Regions from separate parts of the Mus musculus genome. Here region 2 is linked to region 1. Evidence: chromatin contacts called from public Hi-C data. All regions are on one chromosome and are shown on one strand. Each heading gives the region's core, a stretch centred on a gene start, on an enhancer-like site or on the middle of the called end of the contact. The rest is flanking DNA. Distances are from core to core; before and after follow the strand shown. Region 1 has its middle 9.5 kb from the start of Gm39755. Region 2 has its middle 9.8 kb from the start of Gm23118.

Evidence for each region. A called contact is a pair of places that touch in the nucleus more often than the background predicts.
Region 2: a Hi-C map of cortical neurons shows a contact between it and region 1, with 2.9 times the contacts expected there. The contact joins two enhancer-like sites. A contact is called at or near these places in 5 of 484 Hi-C or Micro-C datasets (cortical neurons, forebrain, nephron progenitors and 1 more) and 1 of 115 datasets of contacts at active chromatin or transcription factors (embryonic stem cells).

The regions. Positions count from the first base shown.
Region 1 is chr2:5,111,568-5,114,267 of GRCm38.p6, forward strand. No RefSeq gene overlaps it. Among named protein-coding and RNA genes, the nearest start is that of Gm39755, 9.5 kb to the left of the region's middle. Within about 2 kb of position 1,369, at least 47 of the 459 cell types and tissues checked have an H3K27ac peak or open chromatin away from gene starts, as enhancers often do. A contact at or near this core is called in cortical neurons, where this site is marked.
Region 2 is chr2:5,248,992-5,251,691 of GRCm38.p6, forward strand. No RefSeq gene overlaps it. Among named protein-coding and RNA genes, the nearest start is that of Gm23118, 9.8 kb to the right of the region's middle. Within about 2 kb of position 1,335, at least 21 of the 459 cell types and tissues checked have an H3K27ac peak or open chromatin away from gene starts, as enhancers often do. A contact at or near this core is called in cortical neurons, where this site is marked.

The DNA of each region.
Region 1 (2,700 bases), core at 119-2,618:
TTTGAAGTCATTCCTTTGTTTTGTACCTGGTAACTTCAATGTACCTTGCCTGATGTGACTTCCAACCCCTTGTATTCTCTGTACTATAAAAAGTTTGATGCTTGACCTGACAAATACACACAACCTCCCCTGTATGCATCTGTCTGTCTCATCCACGCTTTGCCCACCTGCGACTAGAGACCCGTTCCACGCAGACACAGGGACCCAGAGGGTCTGGGGCAGTCCCTAGCTGCTGACCTAATGCAGCAGTACAGACCATGGACATCAGCCTGGCCCTCTGCTACTGCACACACCATGGACACCATCACAGCCCTCAGCAGCAGTACAGACCAAGGATACCAACATGGCCTCAGGTGGCAGTGAAGGCCGCTCACACCTCAGGTGGCAGTGAAGGCCGCTCACACCGACATGGGTTCAGACTACAGCACAGACCATGGCACCCACATGGCCTTCAGTGGTAATGTGGGCCATCGACATCAACGCAGCGTGGATGCAGACATGGAATTTCATTTTTAATTACTCCAGGGACTTCTTTATGTTTGGATTTGTCCTGTTTAGCTTTTTGTCATCTTGATACAACCTAGAATCATCAGGGAAGAGGGAACCCCAACTGAGACAATGTCTTTATCAATGCCTATGGACAAGTCTGTGGGGCATTTTCTTGTCTAATGATGGATGTGGAGAGGCCCAGACCAGCCCTAGGCAGGTGGTCATGAGTATATAAGAAAGTAGGATGAACAAGCGATGGGGAGCAAGCCAGTAAGCAGCATCCCTCCATAGCCTCTGCTTTAGTTCTTGCCTCCAGCTTCCTGCCTTGAATTCTTGCCAGGACTTACCTTCTTGTCAAGCTGTAAGTTATAAGACGAAACAAACCCCTTCCTCCATAGGTTCTGGTCATGGTGTCTATCACAGCACTAGAAAACAAATTAGACACAGGTCATCTGGATTGAGATAGAAAAGCTGGATTTCCAAAAAGTAGTCCAGAAGTGATGGGACATACCTGTTACTCCCTGCATTTTAGATAGGAGGGACTAGGGAGGAAGATCATGAGACCAGCCTGGGTCACATAGGAGACCTCGTAACAGGAATGAAGGGAAAGGAAGGAAGAGAAGAAGGGGAGAGATCTAGAGGGCAAAGTAGTTAAAGTCACGACGTTGACGAGGTGTGCGCAGTGTGTCAGCACAGGCGTAGATAGGTGCCACTGGGCTCCTTGGTGTAGATAGAGACCCCTGCCAGCTACAGTCCCTTCCTCTAAAAGTCAGGCAGTGCCAGCAAGACAGCCTGCCAAGTGCTCCGAGCTGCCTGTAACACGGTCCTGCATAAACACCATCCTCATTACTGCTTCTAATCTGCAGATCCTGAGCTCTCTGTCTGTAAACACAAAGGAAGGAATGGGCTGAAGAGACAGGAGCCAGGGGCTGGGAGCACCCCAGGCTGTTTCTTGCCATGCCTTTCCTAGGAGAATGTCTAAGCCTCCGAGGCTAAGCCTCGACAAGTCTGATGTGTCCGTGACTGGAGCTTCCTCTTCTGGAACCGTAAATGCTATTTTGATTTCTTCCCCCCTTAAACAAACAGCTTTTGTTCTTTCCCAGCAGAGCCCTGTGACAGCCCTGGTCTTCTCCTCTTTGCTCAGCTTACTATCTGGGCTTTCCAGATCTTCTTGGAACGATGCCTAAAACTCCCCTGCTGAGAAGCTTTCTTTGGGCTGAAACCTTACTTCGTCCTTCCACGGAGGGTCCCAAGGAAGACCAGGGCAGTGGGCCTGCGTGGGCCGTTTACTCTCTGGCTTCACAGTTGAGTCTGTCACAGGACAGTGATCTGAATATCTCAGTTGGTGAGGGTGACAGCTTAAGGAAGGGCTTTGTCACAATATGCAGTGTGACTGTGTTCTTCTTCTTTTTTTCTTTCTTTCAAACTTGATACAAACTGGAGTCATTGGGAAGAGGGAGCCTCAGTTGAGAAACTGACGCCATCAGACTGACCTGTGGGCATGTGCATGGACATGATCTTGATTAAGGATTCATGTGAGAAGGCCCAGACTACTATGGGCATTACTGTCCCTCGGCAGGTGCTCCTGGGCTGTGTAAGAAAGCAACTGAGCAAGCCACTAAGCCGTTTTGCTACCCAATCTCTGCTTCAGTTCCTGCCTGCTCCTCCTGCCCCCATTCCTGCCTTGGCTGTAATTTGTATGTCAAAAAACCTTTCCTTCCAAGGTTGCTCATGGTGTTTACCACAGCAGTAGAAAACAAACTAGATTATAATTATGTGACTACTATACATTGAAAAAAAATGAAGGTTGTCCATATTCACTACCAAAACAAATAAATAAATAGCCAAACAACACACACACACACACACACACACACACACACACACACACAGAGAGAGAGAAAGAGAGAGAGAGAGAGAGAGATTTACAATATTTCTTACTGCCAAAGCAATTATTTTTTTAACCATCCCTCCTTTCCTATTATTCTGGTGGTGACCGTCCAGTCTTTGAACTGCTCTTCCCTGCTTCTTATTTTAGAAGGTCATGGTTTACCTGGATTCAGGTTCTTTTCCTCTTCACCCCTAGGCATGGTCTCCCTGTGTAATCCATTCTGGCCTCAAATTTATGATCCCTTTGCCCCAGCTTCCTAAGTGCTGGAATTACAGGCATGAACCACCATGCCTGGCTCACTCTCTGTCTCTCTGCCTCTC
Region 2 (2,700 bases), core at 85-2,584, 140 kb after region 1:
TTATTTTATTTTTATTATTAATCATTTTATTTGTTTTTTATAATTAATTTTATTATTAATCATTTTATTTGTTTATTTTCCCGGTTTCCTCTCCACAAACCCCGCATCCCATACCCCCTCCCCTTTGCCGCTATGCGGGAGGCTCATGGGTTTGAATAGCTCATATGCTGCTTTGGAAGGTTGTGGCATGCATTTATTCATCCCTCCCCCATCTCATGGAAACACATATTTCTAAGAAAAAACATGAGAAGGTTTATGCATTTGACTGGACCTGGCGACGCAAGCCCGCAAAGCTGCTTGGGAGGCTGAGGCAGGAGGATTACAAGTTCAAGACATTTCTGGGCCACAGAGCAAGCTCAAAGTCAAACCCCGCCCACTAACCGACTGGAGTTACGCTGATTAGCAGAGTACTTACACAGTGTGATGGTTTGTATATCATTGGACCAGGGAGTGGCACCATCTGAAGGTGTGGCCTTGTTAGAATAGGTGTGGCCTGGTTGGAATGGGTGTGTCACTGTGGGTGTGGGTATAAGATCCTCACCCTAGTTGCCTGGAAGTCAGTCTTCTACTAGCAGCATTTGGATGAAGACATAGAACTCTCAGCTCCTCCTGCACCATGCCTGCCTGGATACTGCCATGCTCCCACCTTGATGATAATGGACTGAACCTCTGAACCTGTAAGCCAGCCCCAATTAAATGTTGCTTTTTATAAGACTTGCCTTGGTCCTGGTGTCTGTTCACAGCAGTAAAACCCTAACTAATACACACAGCATGCAAAGTCCTAGTTTAAATCACCTGAACAGAAAACAACCACAAAAATAACTTGCCTCTTTAAAAGTTTCTTTACATAAACTACATGTTACTTAAATAAAGAGGAAACTGGGTTTAAAAAAAAAAAAAGCAAAGAAAGCAAATTTCTAGTTTCAGGACCCAATATTAAGCCAGTAATCATCTCTCTAAAATTCTAACTGCAGATGGCATTTTTCTGGAGTAAATTCGGTATAAACTGAACGGGTTTTACCCCAGACCCAAATATCCACCTCAGATTCCCCAGTGCCTCAGCAGCCTCAAGTTCCGCTGGATCAGCTCTGTGTCTCCCTCTAATTGCAGCGTTTAAAACTGATACTCATGGCTGTCTTCCACCGCCAGTCTTATCTGATGCTTCGTTCTCGGGGTAAACAGATTTCCAGCGGAGGCTGCCAGCAGCACCGAGAAACTGCCAAGCCTGGCAGATGCTAAGGTTTGAGGTTCTTCTGTCTGTTCTCAGCTCCAAGCTGGCTGTGAACTAGCTCTACTCCCCACGGCCCACCAGACTCTCAGCTACTTTTGCCAAACACCATCTTCTCTGCTCAACCTCCTGCTTCCCGACGGTCACACTAGCTGAACTAGTGAAGGTCCTAATGTGGCCCAGTCGCAAATGCTATCCCCGACTTCCCGATGTGGCCTGATCTTTCTTTCTTGGCTCCCACAAAGGGAAAGCATCTCTCTGCCTCTCTCTCTGTCTCTGTCTCGTCTCTGTCTCTGTCTCTGTCTCTGTCTCTGTCTCTGTCTCTTTCTCTCTCTTTCAAACTGACAGTCAGTTTTTCAACATGAACACTGCTTTCCCCACAATACTGACAACAACCATTTCTCCCTTAGTCGTGTCTCTCTTGAAAGACATTGTCTCAATTAAGAGATGAAATCTGAACTATGGGAGGGAACCACTGTTTTTGCCTGCATGTCTCAGCCTTTGACTGATGTAGCTCTCAGCTTTCTTGTTATGACCAAACTACCTGAAAGAGTAAGTTAAAAAGAAAGATTTTAGCTCCTGGTTTCAAAGTATTATCATCCCTAAGTCCTTGTCTATTGGCTCTGGGTCCATGCTATCGCAGAATGCAGCATTGGTGGGATTTTTGTGGAGAAGGACGCTGCTTGTACTGGACAGGAACGGAGAATGAGCAAGGGACTGGAGACTGGGTATAACTTTCAAAGTCATCCTTCAGATCCCACCAACTAAGCCCTCATACCTGAAAGGTTTCAAAGTTTCTCAAACAGCCTTCTGGGTTGGACATTCTAGTCTTTCAACACATGAAACATGCTGGTCATTTCATATACAACCGATAGCAAGGCCTTTCCTTGGCAATGGTCCAGAGAAGATGGGGACAGACTGTCTTAGTTAGGGTTTTACTGCTGTGAACAGACGCCATGACCAAGGCAACTCTTATAAAGGACAACAGTTAACTGGGACTGGCTTACAGGTTCAGAGGTTCAGTCCATTATCATCAAGGCAGGAGCATGGCAGCACCCAGGCAGGCATGACAATAGAGGAGCTGAGGGTTCTACATCTTCATCTGATGGCAACTAGGAGAATACAAACTTCCAGGAAGCTAGGAGGAGGGTCTTAAAGCCCACACCCACAGTGACATACCTGCTCCAACAAGGCCACACCTACTCCAATAAGGACACATCTTCTAATAGTGCCATTCCCTGTGCTGAGCATATACAAACCATAGCACGGACACTTTAAATCTTTTAACTCTGGACCTCAGTTGAAAAGTAGGAGGACCCTGTCTGGCATTCTATTATATACAGTGACCCTGGAACAGAGATGCCACCTCCTTCATTCCCCTCCCACCTCCTCCAGGTACTTGGTGGCCTTGCCCCTACCAAGTCCTACTAATCTATTCTTCCTTGGTGCTCACATTCAATTTCTGTGTTTCA